Linked DNA regions of Sus scrofa: all the other regions are linked to region 1. The links are chromatin contacts, called in public HiChIP or PLAC-seq maps. All regions are on one chromosome and are shown on one strand. The core of a region is the stretch at or near the end of the contact, and the rest is flanking DNA. Distances in the headings are between cores, read along the strand shown.

What was found. HiChIP or PLAC-seq counts read pairs in DNA pulled down with a chosen protein or histone mark.
Region 2: a contact with region 1 is called in an H3K27ac HiChIP or PLAC-seq map of alveolar macrophages. The contact joins two enhancer-like sites. A contact is called at or near these places in 1 of 47 Hi-C or Micro-C datasets (embryonic fibroblasts) and 1 of 2 datasets of contacts at active chromatin or transcription factors (alveolar macrophages).
Region 3: a contact with region 1 is called in an H3K27ac HiChIP or PLAC-seq map of alveolar macrophages. The contact joins two enhancer-like sites. A contact is called at or near these places in 2 of 2 datasets of contacts at active chromatin or transcription factors (alveolar macrophages and skeletal muscle).
Region 4: an H3K27ac HiChIP or PLAC-seq map of alveolar macrophages shows a contact between it and region 1. The contact joins two enhancer-like sites. A contact is called at or near these places in 1 of 47 Hi-C or Micro-C datasets (embryonic fibroblasts) and 1 of 2 datasets of contacts at active chromatin or transcription factors (alveolar macrophages).

The regions. Positions count from the first base shown.
Region 1 is chr1:249,087,276-249,091,773 of Sscrofa11.1, reverse strand. No RefSeq gene overlaps it. Among named protein-coding and RNA genes, the nearest start is that of TRNAE-UUC, 450 kb to the left of the region's middle. Within about 2 kb of position 1,418, at least 8 of the 83 cell types and tissues checked have an H3K27ac peak or open chromatin away from gene starts, as enhancers often do. A contact at or near this core is called in alveolar macrophages, where this site is marked.
Region 2 is chr1:248,819,929-248,824,259 of Sscrofa11.1, reverse strand. No RefSeq gene overlaps it. Among named protein-coding and RNA genes, the nearest start is that of KLF4, 210 kb to the right of the region's middle. Within about 2 kb of position 1,634, at least 35 of the 83 cell types and tissues checked have an H3K27ac peak or open chromatin away from gene starts, as enhancers often do. A contact at or near this core is called in alveolar macrophages, where this site is marked.
Region 3 is chr1:248,771,244-248,775,378 of Sscrofa11.1, reverse strand. No RefSeq gene overlaps it. Among named protein-coding and RNA genes, the nearest start is that of KLF4, 160 kb to the right of the region's middle. Within about 2 kb of position 1,323, at least 7 of the 83 cell types and tissues checked have an H3K27ac peak or open chromatin away from gene starts, as enhancers often do. A contact at or near this core is called in alveolar macrophages, where this site is marked.
Region 4 is chr1:249,573,733-249,577,668 of Sscrofa11.1, reverse strand. No RefSeq gene overlaps it. Among named protein-coding and RNA genes, the nearest start is that of TRNAE-UUC, 39 kb to the right of the region's middle. Within about 2 kb of position 2,053, at least 5 of the 83 cell types and tissues checked have an H3K27ac peak or open chromatin away from gene starts, as enhancers often do. A contact at or near this core is called in alveolar macrophages, where this site is marked.

The DNA of each region.
Region 1 (4,498 bases), core at 169-2,668:
TTTGTAAATAATATTTTATGGGAATACAGCCAGGCTCATTTGTGTATATATCATATATTGCTGTTTTCTTGCTACAATGGCAGAGTCGAGTGATTGCAACAGAGAGCATACAACTCTCAAAACCTAAGCTATTCACTATCTGGCTCTTTACAGAAAAAGTTAACCAACCCCTAGACTGTGGCACCCAGCCAGTTTGAGTCAACCAAACCGTTACCACAAGAATGTTAACTAGAACTGGGGAGGCCGGAGATCCTGAAATGAGAGAGTTCATTCCATCTTCTCTCACAAAGACCTTATCTTTTGCTTCAAAAACCTGGAACCCATATCACCTTTTCTTTTTCCACATTTGGTTTTTGTCCTCATTTTTCACCCCTCCAGGGTATTTCTTTGATATGTTTTTCTTTCATTCCAGTAATGGAATATGATTTATCCACTAAATATTATTTTTGAAGTGTGTTTTATATCGTAGTAAATAATACTAATACCACCAAGTGCAAAAGCAAAATATATACATTTACGTACAGCCTAATTTTGCCTAATATTTTCAAAAAGCGAAGTTTGAGGACAAAAAAGGAAAAACTGTACTACAATATCAGGAGTGATTGCTTCTAGATAGCTGAGCTTGGGTGATTTTCACTCTTTTCTTTATACTTGGATATATTTACAATAGTAAAAAAAAAAAAAAAATTCCTTCACATCTGCCAACTGTTCTCTGATTTAAGCAGTTCTGATTTCAGTGCCTCTGTTATGACATAGACACTATCTCTAATAGGCCCTCCCACATTGCTACATATTAGACTCACTCGTAAATCCTACCTATGATTCATCTGCATCGTACTTGTGAAACTGCATTAGATGAAAGTGACTGTGTATGTGGAGAATATCGTTAGCTCTATTTTTTATAATTTGTAAGAAAAAATCAGGTCATCCCCAACATCTAATTTGTGATGTTAATTCTACTCCTCAAGTCTATTTTTTTTTCAATTGCTTTCTTTAATTAGATTTTTTCTTATCCAGACTTCCAGCTTCTGCCAGAGGCTAAAAGGGAAAGTGGCATATACAGTGTAGGTAAAGTGGGAAGACAGTGAGGCATGGTGCCTTCAGAGGTGGGTTCCGACTCACCTTTGCTGCCTCCAACATATGATCTTGGGAGAGACACTCCAGCTCCCAGAGCCTTAGTTTTCTCATCTGCAAAATGGTAGTACTAACAACTCACTGGGTTACTGAGAGAATTAAAGAGAGCAGTTTTCATGAAAGCTCTTATGTCAGTCTAGTACCCAATAGGTGCTTGATAAATTGTGTTTTATGAAAAAAAAGAAATGCTTTTAAAAGCAGGGCAAGTACTTGGTGTGGAAGGAAATGCAAGGTGCTACCAGTGAAAGAGCCCCAGGAGGAAATAATACTTCCTGTCTCTCTGACTCAGCCAGAGCAGGAAGAACCTTCACTCACATGATCTATCAGTCACATTGTGTAGTCTATTTGAAAGAGACCTGAAAGATGAGTCAGGGGATCCGAGCCCAGATTCGCCTCTACTTTGCCATGCAGTTGTAAATGGGTCCTTTTTTGATCAATTGTAACATGAAGGCTTTAGCAAGAAGTTCTGTGAGATTTTAAGTTTCTCATACAAAGAGGCTGTGGACTCAAAAAGATTGCAAAAACTTGTCATGTTGATCAAATGAGCCAATCAAGTTTTGGTTTTTTTTAAATGTCCCCTCTAGAATGGAGACATGCAACATGGGTACAGCACTTTACAGTTTACCGCATGCTTTCATAGCCATGCTCCTCAGAAGAGAGCTGGGAGGTGATAGGAAAGGCAAATATTATGATCTCATGTAACAGAGAAGCAAAACAGGCCCATGGTCACATAGCTAACAAATGATTGAACCTGGATATGAACCCAGGTCTGCCTAATACCAACTTTTGCAAACTTTCTGCTCGACTAAGAATACACTTCAATGTTCTGGTTTACTGACCTGGAAGACCTTAAATTTCCAGTGAATCCTTTATTAGATTACTCACATATTTTTTTGTTTGATTTTAGATCTTCCTTGTTCTGCTCTAGGATTTACCAGCATGGGAAATTCATTTGCACAGGGTCATCTGTACAATGTCCACAGTCTAGATTTTATTGAAGGGGGCGTATCTATTGAGAGATGCTCCCACTGCGTGCAGCTAGTAATGTCAGAAGCAGGGAGGGTAGGCTCAGCAACAGCTCTTTATTCCCTGGCCTAGAAGGGAAGAGTCACTTCAAACAGAACTCCCACTGCGTCTGCATGTGGGCGAGGTGACTGCTCTGAAGTAGGAAGTAGCCTGGACTAGAGGCTGAGTGCTGGGTGATTGGAGCAAGCCACCTACCTCCTAGGAGCCCCAGTGTCCTCAAGCACATCTGTAATGTAAAATGTACATCGATCTTATCCTTGTCTTGAACCCATTGGCTCGGGTAGGATGCTTTTCCTCTAAGGAGTCTTCTGTGATTCCTCCAAATAGGCTCATAGATTTTCCTTTCCCCCCTGACATCACAGTCTTTGTCTACTGCATTATCTACTTATTACGTGTATTATTCTTATATGTACACTTACGTACTTTTCCCACCACACAGTGAGCTTCTTGAAGGCAGGGACTGTGATTTTGTTATTTCTCCCTATTTTTTCCCTATCTGAGCTATGCAAGTTCCCTAGGCATTCAGACTTCGTAGTATTGTATCCTGACAGCAATTTCACAGTGGCCTCAAAGACCTTACAGGACCTCCCCTTATCCCTTGTCTCTGAGTCTCAGGCTTTCCCCACATTACTCACTTCGCTATAGCCTCGCTGACTTCCTTGCTGTCTGGCACACTCCTGGCTTGCCTCTTTCAGGGAACTCCTCTATCTCTCTGGAATCCTTCTCCTGCAGAACCTCTAGGCTAACTTCATTGCCTTCCTCATGTCTTTGCTTTTGAGCGCCTCCTCTTAATGACACTGAACTTGACCACCTGTTTAATTCTGCAGCCTATTTCCCAACATCCCCCACGCCCTTCCCACGCTCAATGTTTTTTCGCTTCCACAGCAGTTACCAACTTGGAACATACTGTTTGGTGATGTGACGTTTATTGACTATCTGTCTCCTCCTCCAGCACGTAAGCTCCATGAGCGAAGACTTTTTTCCCTGTTCACTGGTATATCCCATGTCCCTAGAAAAATGTCAGACACATAGTAAATGCTCACATACAGTTGTTGAATTGAATTAAATCTACCTACTTTTTTTTTTCTTTCTCCTTGAGCTTTTTAAATCCCCCCAGAACTGTCAAGCTGAGCTCTTCCAATATTTTGGACCTAACATTTCAGCTGACGACTGTGTCCCCTGGCCTTTGGGTAGACATGACCATAAGGATGTCAGGTCTCGGAGTTCCCGTCGTAGCGCAGTAGTTAACGCATCCGACTAGGAACCATGAGGCTTCGGGTTCGATCCCTGGCCTTGCTCAGTGGGTTAAGGATCCGGTGTTGCCATGAGCTGTGGTGTAGGTCACAGACGCGGCTCGGATCCCCGTGTTGCTGTGGCTCTGGCATAGGCCAGCGGCTATAGCTCTGATTCGACCCCTAGCCTGGAAAACTCCATATGCTGCGGGAGCAGCCCTCAAAAAGGCAAAAAGACAAAAAAAAAAAAAAAAAAGATGTCAGGTCCCATAGTGTAGCTTCAGCCATAGGAAGTGATGAGTCCTTTAATAATACAGATCTTCTTTAGCTATTCCACAGCAATACCCTTTGCCTTTTGAGAAAATCCTGTTTCTTTTTATACAGTAGCTCCAAAATTGAAGTTTCAAAGTGAGTGGAGGTGTCATAGGCCCCCTGAAAGGTGGAATGTGCACCCCCCCCCCTTATTGGAGAGTATTGGAATGGAGCAGAAACCCCTTCCCGTGGGCTCATCTTCCCCACTTTCATTGTCTTTCTGCCTCTACGAGTTATTAACTGTGCTAATCATAACTAAAACAAAGCTAATAATTGCTTCTTGGAAGGTTGTGTAACACCATGGAATGTTGCCACGGGCCTCTGAGAATTGGCCCCTTACTCTGCTCAGAGTAATTTCTCAGGGATTTTAACTCAGCCGTCTTTAAGCTGAATGTTTATCATTTTCCTTTTTATTGTTTCTGGCTCCTCCCCTGCCTTTGAAGTTTCTGAAATCTTTAAGCACTTGGCTGGTCTCTATACACCACAGGTCTTCTCCCTCTAGGAGGGCACCTGGCCAAGAGAAAGGAATCGGAGCTCCTCTCTTGGCCGCGCCTATAAAACAATCAGATTGCTCTGTAGCCTGCCATCTGAAACGTGAGCTGTGCTAAAAGTACAGAGAATGCAGCGTGTTCCAAGGAGATTAGAATATCCCAGTGGGATTGCGGGTGAATGGAGAGGGAGAGTAAGCAAGCCCTCTGCACAACAGTGTAACCCTCTCTTTCCCAGGCTGTGTTGTCTACAGGGAAGGGCAAGGGCACAGACCTGCCCTCTCTCCCCTCATTACCACTCTGATC
Region 2 (4,331 bases), core at 385-2,884, 270 kb after region 1:
CCTCCCTGTGTGGCTCCAACCTGGGGAGCTGGCTGGGACCCTCACCCCTGCCAACAACGGCTGGGTCATCCGAGAAGGGCTGTCAGCCGCCCTGGGGACAGGAGAGGCGCTCCAGATCAGCGGAGGATGCTGACTCTGCTGGACACCCGCCCTGGCTTCCTCCAGCGCTCTGCTCACACGCCACCCTATCAGAAGGCCACCCTATCAGAGGGCCTTGCCCTCACCTCCTGCCATGGCACATACAGCCCCCCACCCACACTGTCCAGACCCTCCACCACGCTTTCTTCTTCTTTATTGTTTACCACTTGACATAGCTTTTATTTGCTCGACTGTTTTATTTGGGGAAAGTGCTTCTTACAAAAGCGCAGCTGGAAAATGCAGGGACCTCTGCAACAATAACTTGTTATTTTTCTGAAAGGATGGGTGGGATCTGAGAAATCAAAGCAGGAGATGGACAAATCAGAGGCCTCGCCGAGTCATTTTCAGGACACGGAGCAACAAAACGCCAAAGCTAAAATTTCCAGTCAAGGCATTCTTGTTCTTTGTAGGAACTATTTACCACTTGATACAGTGTCATGTCTTCATTTGTGGGAAATGCACTAGAAGGAAAGTTCTGTGAGGACAGGGACCTTTTTGTTCTGTGCACTACTAAAGCCCACGTTCCTGGTTTTCCTGGTGCCTCATAGGCACGTCTGAAAATGAGGGAAGAAGGGAGGGAGGGAGGGGTTCCAGGGAGGGAAGGCCCTGGTTGGCCTCCTTTTCATGCCACGTGGTGTCTCTCCTGCAGACCGACCCCAGCCTGGTGGCCCATGCCTTCCAAGAGAAATGACTTTTGCTACCACTTCTTAAACTGCCATGGAACCAGTGCGGGCACCACATCGGGCCATGTGGACACGTGACTACCTTCATCTCACCAGCTCTGAGGTCTCTATCTGCTTTGACTCGGCCTCGACACGCATGATGTTCAGGGCTGTATCCCTCTTGGTTGCTGGGGGCTGTCCTCTACATGGGAGCGTGGTCACCGTGCCTGGCTTCTCCCCACCAGATGCCAGGGGTGCCCCTGCCCCCTGTGACTGCCAAAACATGTCTCCAGACATTGCCGTGTCCCCAGGGGGTGAGATCCTCTGTGTTCATCCTCTGAAGGCGGAAAGCGAGGCCCAGTGAAGCTGAGTGATGCTGAATGCTCTATCAGAGGCTGGCATGCACCCTGGGTCTGTCCTGCTTGGGAGCCAGCATCCTCCCCACCTCCCTGGCAGGGCAGGGCTGGCTCGCAGGGAGCAGTCACTGTGGAGACCCAGAGCCTCTGCCCAGGCCCTGCTGGTGTCCTGGCGACGGCAGAGCCAAGCCTCTGACGTGTGGGCAGAGCCTTCCCAAGCAGCCTGAAAAACACTTACTCACACTCTGGCCATGCCTGGGAAGCATCACCCGTGATAAATCATATCTCTTAATTATCTGCGATTTCTGGGGCCAGCCAAGATTTCCTTTTCGTGACAAATATTTTCTCTGAGATTCCTTCCCTCCACCCACCCCCCTCTCCCCCCAAAAGGAAAAGCAAAGCTTAAGGGGAGCCCAGGGCTGCTCTCCTCAGCAGGAGCCCAGACAGCTCCGGTCAGCTGGCCAGACCCGCCCAGCCCTGCTACAACTGGGTTCTTGCCTGGGCCTGTCTCTTCCCTCCGTGCTTTGAGTAGTGAAATCCTCAGGTTTCTGTTTTGTTTCTGTTTTTTGTTTTCTGAGAAGGATTTCTGAACATTCACTTACTCAGCTGAGCCCTGCTTGAAGTCATTGTCAGAGAGACAGGAAGATGGAAAGGGAAGGAAATGGGGTTGGGGGTGAAAAGGGCAAGGTTCAAGGTGCCTTGAACCTGCTGCAGAAAAAGTTACTTCACCCCTCTAGGGCCCCTGTGAACTGTAAGGACAGTGTCCAGGCTTCTCAGCCTTCCCAACTTCTAGCTCTTCACCCTCTGAGGCTTTATCTCCCCCTATTTCTCCCTATACCCCAGTCAAGTTGAACCCATTCACTACCTTTTAAATAAGATTTCACATGTTACTGTCTTTATAATGAATGCTTTTCTCGCTTCTCTTCTCAGAAAACTTCTATTCATCCTTTGAAACCCAATGTAAATATCCCCTCCTTTTCTAACCTCCTGCCCCATCCCTAGACCAAGTTCATCTCTCCCTCTTTGGGATCCCTCAGCAGCTTATACAGAAATCATTTTAACCCATTTTACCCTACTAGAGATATTTGTATAATAGGATTCCAGGGGAAAAGCTGAGTCAGAGACCAGAACAACCAAAGATTCTCAACAAAGACGTGAAAGATGTTCATTATTTTCCTCTAGGGTCGTCCTGTCTGACCCAGCATGGTTTTCCTTGGTTCAGTAACACATATGACTTCCATGGGTGCATCTTCTCGATAAAAAAAAACTTGCAGAGATGCTTTCTAGCACTCAGAGACCCTCACCTGTCACCTATTTTGTTCTAGATTCTGACGCGATGACACAGGCAACCGCTTTCTATGACAACAATGTGAGTTCTGGTTACCGTTGGTGCCATTGTTCTGGAGCCAGGTTCATTGAAGGCATTGATCCCAGTCTGTGCCTTCCTCTTGGCATATAAAGGTAGAGGGCAGGGGAGTGGAGTGCCTAGTCCAAGGTGGCACGGACAGCAGAGAGCTGGTGTTCACCCCAGCCAGTGAGCCTCCAGCCATGTATCCTCACCTTCCCCTCAGGCCACCCACAACCTGGCTGAGACACAGGCTGCTGCTCTTCTGGGTTGTTTTTTATTTTTTGTTTTTTGGTTTTTTGTTTTGTTTTGTTTTGTTTTTTTGTCTTTTCAGGGCCGCACATGTGGCATATAGAGGTTCCCAGGCTGGGAGTCGCATTGGAGCTACAGCTCCTGGCCTACACCAGAGCCACAGCAACACAGGATCTCAGCCGCGTCTGTGACCTACTCCACAGCTCACAGAAACACTAGATCCTTAACCCACTGAGTGAGGCCAGGGATCGAACCCACGTCCTCATGGATGTCAGATTCGTTTCCGCTAAGCCACGATGGGAACTCCTGCTCTTCTGGTTTTTTGTTTGTTTGCTTGTTTTTGTCTTTTCAGGGCCATATCCATGGCATATAGAGGTTCCCAGGACAGGGGTCGACTTGGAGTTGGAGCTGCTGGCCCACACCACAACCACAGCCACTTGGGATCCAAACCACATCTGCCACCTACACCAGAGCTCACGGCAATGCCAGATCCTTACCCCACTGAGCAGCGCCAGGGATCGAACCCATATCCTCATGGATACCAGTTGGGTTCTTTACTGCTGAGCCACAACAGGAACTGCCCACTCCCCTTTTGTTCAAGTCCTGGTGAGGAAGGGAAGAACAGGTCAGATCTGCCTTGGGTGCCCAAAGCTAGCAGTCTGTCGTATGGAGACGTCCTGAAATGTCACAGCCCACCGCGAGAGAGTGCCCATGACCCCCTGAACTTGTGTGCCCAGTGACAAGCACTTATGAGGTCCTCTGTGGGGTGGGGTTTGCAGATGCACAGTGCTCTGGCCAGCAGACATGGAGCTGGCATACTGGGAAGAGCCCAGAGGGCCCCCCTACTCTTTTGTCTCCCCAAAGCCCTGAGTTGAATAAACAGCACATGTATTTGGAGTGTTACCCCAGCAGAATCATTGAGAAGAAGGCCCCAAGCCCCACTCAAGAGTTCCCAGGCTGTCATAGAGTAGAAAACCCAGAAACTTGTACTTGATGGTGGAGGAGGGGTCTAAGGGTGAAGGTGGGGAATATAACTCAGGGACAGATGGCGTAGGTATTGAATGACAGACACAGGAGTCTGGTTATAAGTCCTCAGACAGTTTGCAGCCAGAGGACTGGCGTGAGTCTAACCTGGTCTCAAAGTCTAACCTGGTCTCAGAAATGTCCTCCACGAGTGGAGGGTTGGCCAAGAGGGCAGTGCCAGGAGGCAAGACACATTCCTCTTAGCCACTGGGAAGTTGGTACTGTTATTATCCCCAGTTCAAAGGTAAGGGGGTTGAAGCACAAAGAGATTAGTAAGTGCAGGTAATAGCCCTGCTTACAGATGGAGAATGTGAGCCCAAGATGACAAGACAAAGTCCTTAGGAAAGCAGGTGCCTGAGTTATCAGCAAAGAAGTTAACTGCGTCCCCAGGCCCAAAACCCTGCTCCGCACCTACCAACTGCTGCTGCCGTTGGGGGCGGTCGCTTGCCCTTGGAGGTTCCAGAGCGCTCTGCACCAGACGGCCTAGCACGTCTTGACTCCAAGTCAAAGGGCCGAAAAAAGTCTCCAAGATACCCTGGCTGCCAGACCGTGATT
Region 3 (4,135 bases), core at 74-2,573, 320 kb after region 1:
CACAGAAAAAGAGATACAATTATCTTAATTTCTCTCATAATGAAAATATCTCTATATATGAAATATAATTTTTCTTTGACCTAGTAGAGTAGCAAAGACTAGAATGTTTGAAACTTACAGAAAAGTTGTGTCAGGAAAACGCCACTTTAACGTTCATCCCCGGGAAAATGTATATGGGAATAAATTATTTGGAGGACGATTTGACTACATCTATCAAAACTAAAAGCATACTATTTGCACAGAAATTCCACTTATAGAAATTTATGCTATATATAAAATCACACACGTTCACAGAAGGTATCAAATGAGCTGGACCGAGTGAGGGGCAGATAGAATGCAAGTGTTTTTTTCTCACCCTTCGAACTCATTTACCTGGTCCTCTAATTCACAGAATGTCTCTGCAATTTCAAAGCACACTTCAGTGTATTTACCAAAACTCTGAATAAATTTCATCCCAACTTCATCATCATCTCCGACCCTTCCTCAGCTGCTCTGCTTCAAGCGTGGATGCCAGTTGTGGGGGAGAGAAGCAGGGCTGTCTATTCTCTTCCACATCACTCCCTCCTCCTCACCTCACTACCTCCTCAGGATGGACTAGATGAGGGAACAGAGGAAGGGATGGGCTTTCACTTGCCTGGTACTGCTGCCCTCTGGGCTGGGTGGCTGGTGCAGGTCTCCCAGAAATCCCACCCTTGAAAACTTGCCTTGAAAGAAGCTAATTAGGCTTCCTCCTTTGTGCTACCTTTAATTTCTGCCTTAGGTCCTGGGCATCCAACAGTTCTTCAGTTCTTTCTGAAAGCCTGCTGGGAAAAGTCTTTCAAGTGGCTCCAGTCTCTGAGTCTCTCCTTCTGTTACTTTTTAAATCTGTTGATTGATTGATTGATCGACTGCCTTTTGAAGGTCACACCCACAGCGTATGGACGTTTCCAGGCTATGAGTGGAATTAGAGCTGCAGCTGCCGGCCTATGCCACAGCCACAGCAACACAGGATCCAAGCCACATCTGCGACCTACACCACAGCTCACAGCAATGCCGGATCCTTAACCCACTGAGCAAAGCCACGGATAGAACCCGTGTGCTCATGGATCCTAGTCAGATTCCTTACCACTGAGCCTCGACAGGAACTCCCTCTGGTCCTTTTTTTAAATGCGCATTATATAGGTGCTTCTAGCCTTTGCTGGCTGAAGGGTTAAGCCCTAAGCCCTACCCAGCCCAGCCTCCTGGGTTTTATGCTTGTGAACTCAGGTCCCAGAGACCAATGCACGTTCTTCCAGAGTCCCCTCCAAGCCTTTCTCACTCGACTTAGTCCAAGTTTCACTTTCACCGGAGATGAGGGTGGGGAGGGACAGGACACACCCTGACAACACCCTCCAAACCCTTCCCAGCCTCTCCCTGTCATCTCTGCCACTTCCTGAAGGCTGGAGTCAGGGGATGGTCCATGCTGGCAGGTCTGGCTGCGCAGTCTCAGCAGGGCCTGCCTAGGTGGGCTAGCACCTCATTTAGGACTGGGGAGCTGGGAGACATTTAGGACTGACTGTGTTGTTTCTAGGGATTTGGAGCCTCAGTCAGACACGGAGACTAAAAGAGCCTCATTTTACCATCCTGTTATATGTATGTACCACATACATCATTTACAGCACTGTTTGTAATAGGAAAAAATAACCTAAATGTCTGGTAAGTAAATCATGGAACCACCGTATGATAATCTGCATATGTCATTATAGGAAAAAACGCCACATGATATATTAGGAAGTTAAAGAAAACAGAGTGCAGAACACTGTGGGCTCACATTTGTACATGAGTGGTTTTAAAAAGACATTTTGTCATATACATGGTTGGATCTGCACAGAAATTCTGGGGAGTGGGGTGGTGAGCAGACCTACTATTCATTGTATAACTTTTTATGCTTTTTAAATTTATACGATGATGTATTAGTTTTATACTGTTGAAACCTATTATTAAGAGAAAAAAAGAAAGAGGTGCATACTATGTATGGTTCCTTTTTATTTAAAAAAAATTTTTATTACTTATTTTCTTGACCATGCCTATGGCATGAGCAAATTCCCCAGCCAGGGTTTGAACCCTTGCCACAGCGGTGACAACTGCCAAATTCTTAACAGCTAGGCCACCAGGGAACTCCTAGGATTCCTTTTTAGAAAGCCTTGGTTTTATTTACAAGAGCAATACACCTTAATTTAAACAATATAGAAACATTGGCATTCCTGTCGTGGCTCAGTGGATTCGTTAATCTGACAAGTATCTATGAGGACACACGTTCCATCCTCGGCCTCGCTCAGTGGGTTAAGGGTCTGGTGTTGCTGCGAGCTGTGGTGTAGGTCACAGACGTGGCTCGGACCCCATGTTGCTGTGGCTGTGGTGTAGGTGGGCTGCTACAGCTCCGATTCGACCCCTATCCTGGGAACCTCCAAATGCCACAGGTACGGCCCTAAAAAGACTATATATATATAAACACATAAAGAAAAAGAAAAAGAGATCTACAGAAAATATCTAGAATGAAAGAAAGTGGAAAATATATAGTCCATGACATTTTTTAAAAACCAACCTCCCACCCTCTCTCCGCCCTGCAAGGTTGGCGCTTTTAAGAGTTAAGTGCACACCTTCTTCCAGGTGTTTCTCTAGGACTTGACAACATATATAATTTTCTTTACACCAAAAAATGGAATTGCACTCTACAGAACGTTCTTAGCCTGATTTCGGTTTTCACTTTAAAGTATACCTTGGACCGCCTTCTAAGCCAGTCTGTAGAGACCCTCCCCATTCTTCCCAGCCTTCCAAATGATATGCCTCGGTGTTCCCCACATGCACACGGCTATTTGACCATGACTTTTAACAGCTATAGTGACGGCTCTTCCACAGGTCTGTGCGCTGGAACACCACCCCCATCCCATCGGTCCCTTAGGTAGGGTTGCTAGGACCACAGGGTTGACAGACACCACCTGAATTCCATACACTATTTCCAGCCCCGCCCCCAGTCCCTCACCACACATTCCCCCCACCCCAGCCCCCGCCCTTCGACAACAGCTCTATGTGAACGGCCTTCTTGACCACTTATAAACCACACTGAGAGTCTCAAGACCTACAGACAAGGACCCACGGACCTCGTGAGAGCTTCTCCATTGGGGCCTGACCATCCCTACAGCCACGTGGCAGAAGAAAACAGGAGAATGCAAAGGACTGCTGTATTTATGTTACACAGCCTTAGATTAAATGTGGAATGGAAGGCAAACCAGCCTCATCATCACTAAGGTAAAACGTAAATCATCTATGAAACACCTTGCCTGTGTCCAGCACCTCCGAGCCGTGGACCCAGGCCCCTTGCAGGACCCCTGTCTACTCTCTTCTGCCCTTAGATAACTCTATTGAAATGCTCCGACCTAACAGAAAAGCAGAATCGATAACGGAGCCCATGGAGGTTCTGGACATCATGTGAGAAAAGAAGGAAAGTCACTTGGTCTGGAGAAGAAAACGGCCTGGGAAGGATGAGGGTTGTCACAAAAAAATCTCCAAGGCTGGAGTTCCTGCTGTGGCTCAGCAGGTGAAGAACCTGACCGTATCCATGAGGATGCAGGTTCCATCCCTGGCCTCCGCCTCACTCAGTGGATTAAGGATCCAGCATTGCGGCGAGCTATGGTATAGATCACAGAAGCAGCTCGGATCCCATGTTGCTGTGGCTGTAGTGTAGGTGGCAGCTGCAGCTGGGATTCGACCCCTAGCCTGGGAACTTCCTTATGCTGTGTGTGTGGCCCTAAAAAGCCCAAAGAAAAATCTCCAAGGCTGTCCCCACGGATAGAGGAGCCGGCTGAGTGAAGAGCAGGAGCAGAGACTCGGAGCAACAGGCAGGCAGATTTTAAAGGTTAGACCAGAGATTTCTTTCTAAACTTCAAAACTGTCCAGAGCTTTCAGGGGAAGCAGCAGCCAGGACTAGAGACAGTGACATCTGCCGAAACCAAGGGGAGACAGAGGCCAAAGTGCATGGCGTCGCAGCAGCATGGTTGAATAAGTCCAAATGGCTGTCCCCAACAAGTCACAAGTGCTACATTTATTTTTTTTTACTTTTTTTATTTTTATTTTTTGTCTTTTGTCCTTTTAGGGCTGCACCCACAGCATATGGAGG
Region 4 (3,936 bases), core at 804-3,303, 490 kb before region 1:
CTTACTGCCGTCCCAGCCGTGTCCTGATTTGGCCACCTCTGGGGCTCCCCCAGAGCTAGGCAAGGGCTCCAGGCTGCTCACTACTGACTGGTTGGCAGAAGCTGGTCACTGTTTTAGAGGCACTTTTCTGATCTTGTTAGTGGCGAGTCCCATGGGGTGCAATTCCCCCTGGTTTCATGTAGTGTTGCAATCGAAACTATTGAATCTCAAAATGGAATATAATTAAGGCTGGGTTAATAAAGTGTGTTCCACTCATAGCCAGTAAAGGGTGTCATGTTTCTCCTTGCCGCTTTAGGCAAGGAAACTTAATCTCCAGCTTTGTCAGGGCAGACTGAATCAGAGGTGTGTCATCCAGCGGAAAGCCTCTTGTTTTACTTGTTGCAGTCACTACATGGTCAGCCTCATTTCATTGGGTTTGTACTGAGCACAAAGAATCCAACCTGTGGCTGATGCTGAAGGAGAGGCCTTTGTGTAGGAGGAATTAGGAACTTTTGCTCTCTGCTGGGCTCTGAAAACCATCCAGGAGGAGGGACCTCTACAGTACAGAAGTCCATGGGAGCGCAGGGATGGAAAACTGTGAACAAAATGTAGCTTCCAGTGAAATCTTCTTAGTCCCCATCATGGCTTTCTTGTGATTTGAGTCCTTTCCTTTCACTTTTTCTTCCACTACTCATTTTTCAGGCTTATCTGATATCTCTAAGTAGAGATTGTTAATGGTTTTTAGTGCTCTCACAGCACTGGAGACTACTGTATCATAAATATTTAACCATTGTGGCCACTTTGTTTCTTAAGGCTTAGTCTCTGTGCTGAGCACTGGTGTATGTTATTTAGCACAGTCCCCCTGACAACCCCTGTATTACAGATGAGGAACCTGAGGCTCAAAGAAGATAAATTTCCCAGGGTCATATAGTGAATTTATTCATTCAACAGATGTTTATTCAACACCAATTATGTGCCAGGCCCCTGAAGACACATCCCTGAACAAACAGCCAAAAGATACTTGTCCTTATAGAGGTAAATTATATAGTACCTTAGAAGGAGATAAGTGCCATAGGAAAATGCAAATGTGAGACTGAGCAGGAATTTGAACCCAGGTCTCCTAGATCTCCTTTGCACCAGCCATGCTCTTAAGCACTCAGCTATATTGCTTATAATTCTTGGATCTTGTAATTTTCTACTTACGTCCGGCCTTCTCTTAGACTGTACATTTTTCTGGGGCAGGACCTTTCCTTAATCAGTTTCCTATACTGGCACATAGCTCAATGCCTGGCGTGGAGTCAGCATTCAGTGAATGTTTGCCCAGTGTGTGAATAAGAGAGTGACCATATGATGATACAAGAACCTATGAGAAAGCAGTAATTTCCCAGGAGTCTGGCCAGACCTGAAGGCTGGGCTGTGCCACAAATATTTCCTGTTACCCTAGGCAAGTGTTGGAGCCCACAAAATCTGCAGAATGGGAAAAACGTAATGACTGTTCTTGACTTCCTTATATATTTATCATGAGGATTAATGAGACAGTGCTGCTCAAAGACTTCATTTTCTTTGAAGACAAGGATTTGTGTTTTTTTGGTGGTGTGCTCATTGTTTAGAATTCCATCAAGGACCTGGCATGGTATTTTCAGGAGGGATTGGTCCCAGAGAAATAAAATTTGTTTTACTGACAAGTTTTCTAAGGTTTTACGAGCTGCCTCTTTCAGGCTGTGGACCTATGTGGAGGTTTGCTACCATTTGAAGCAACTGTGAAAATGTATTTTTCCTCCTTTGCCAAAGTAGGCTCTAAATCAGTTCAAAGCCAAATTTCCATGAGTGTTTCACTCCTATTGTAGAAGTAATTTTTTTTTTTTTTAATCTGAGTGAAATTCCAATTGTTGGCTCTAAAATGGCAGCAGTTGGAATGCCTGTCAGTCAAGTGCCAAGTATAAGTAACCAAGAAAGGAGGGCTTGGATCCGTGTTCTCTAGGAAAGAAGGACTCTGCCATTGGGTGGTAGAATAGAAAATGGGAAATCCCAGGAGTGTCAGAATAGCATGACAACTAAACAGGAAGGTTTGGTTTAATTCTCTTTTGTTGCTGACGAGTCAGCGCCCCAAACCTGTCCAGTCACTCCCATATGTAGCATGCAGGAGGAGGCCCTCTTGGTATTTCCCTGTTCACCTGACTCTGTGTCCTTAAGCATAATGAACTCAGTTAACTAAAAGCATTGCCAAGATTATATTTGACACTGGTAAATAGGTCAGCACTGTAGCATTTGCCTGATATGGACAATATGCTTTCTTAGGAGTGGAGAACTATTTCCTGGTGGGGAAAATCCCTAGTATTACTTAGCAAAGACAAGTAATAAGAGTTTAGATTTCTCTGGTATCTCTTCTCCAAGGGTTCAAAGGCCTTCCTTTTATTTTAGTTACCTCTGTAGTTCTGTTTTGAAGGCAGAAGCAGGTATTTTGGAGAAAGGAAAACTGAGGCACATTTTATTGAATTGACCCACTTCATGTTGATATTGGCTTGGCTCAAGTTCAAACTTCCTGCCTGATACAGCAGTCGTTAATCAACTTAAAGTAGGCACTAAAGATCTTTTATCTATCAAGTAGGCTTATACTAGATACTATATATATGGTAGCTTATGTAATAAACAGTATTATTGCTATTTGCTAGTTTAATAGAGTATCTAAATCGACAAGCAACTTGCTATGCCACTGCTTATATACTGTTGTATCCAAGTTCAATGTCTTTGCCTACATCAAGATGCCTTCTTTTACCAATAGAAAGAGCTGAAGTAGATGTTTCTCCAAAGAAGACATACAAATGGCCAATAGACACCTGAAAAGATGCTCATCACCTCTAATTAGTAGAGAAATGAAAATCAAGACTACAATGAGGTACCACCTCACATCATTCAGAATGGCCCTCACTGAAAAGTCTTCAGGAGTTCCCATTGTGGATCAGCAGGTTAAGAACTTTACTGGTATTCATGAGGTTGCAGGTTCAATCCCTGGCCTCGCTCAGTGGGTTAAGGATCTGGCATTGCTGCAAGCTGCTGTGTAGGTTGCATATACGGCTCGGATCTGGTGTTGTTGTGGTGGCTGTGGCACAGGCCGGCAGCTGCAGCTCCGATTTGACCCCTAGCCTGGGAACTGCCATATGCCACAGGTGCAGCCCCCCCCCCCCAAAAAAAAGTCTGCAAATAATAGATGCTGTAGAGGATATGGAGAAAAGGGAACCCTTTCACAATGTTGATAAGAATGTAAACTAGTGAAGCCCTTTGGAGAACAGTACTGAGATTCCTTTAAAAACTAAAAATAGAGTTGACAGATGATCTAGCGATCCCACTCCTGGACATAAACCCAGACAAACCTGTAATTCAAAAAGACACATGTACCCTTATGTTCATAGATAGCAGCACTATTTACAATAGGCAAGACATGGGAACAATCTAGTGTCCATTGACAGATAAATGGATAGAGAAGATGTGATACACACACACACACACACACACACACACACACACACACACACACACACACACACACACACACACACACCAGAATACTAATAGGCCATAAAAAAGAATAAATTAATGCCCTTTGCAGCAACATGGATGGACCTAGAGATTACTAAATGAAGTAAGTCAGAAAGAGAAAGGCAAATACCATATGGTACCACTTTTATGGGGAATCTAAAATATGACGCAAATGAACTTATCTATGAAACAGAAACAGGTTCGTAGACATAGAGAACAGATTTGTGCTTGCCAAAGGGGAGGGAAGAGGGGGGAGGGATGGGAGTATGAGATTATCAGGTGCAAACTGTTACATACAGAATAGATGAACAACAAGATCCTACTGTATAGCACAGGGACGTTTATTCAATATTCTATGATAAACCATAATAGAAAAGAATATTTTTTAAAAGGATGTATATATAATTGAATCATTTTTCT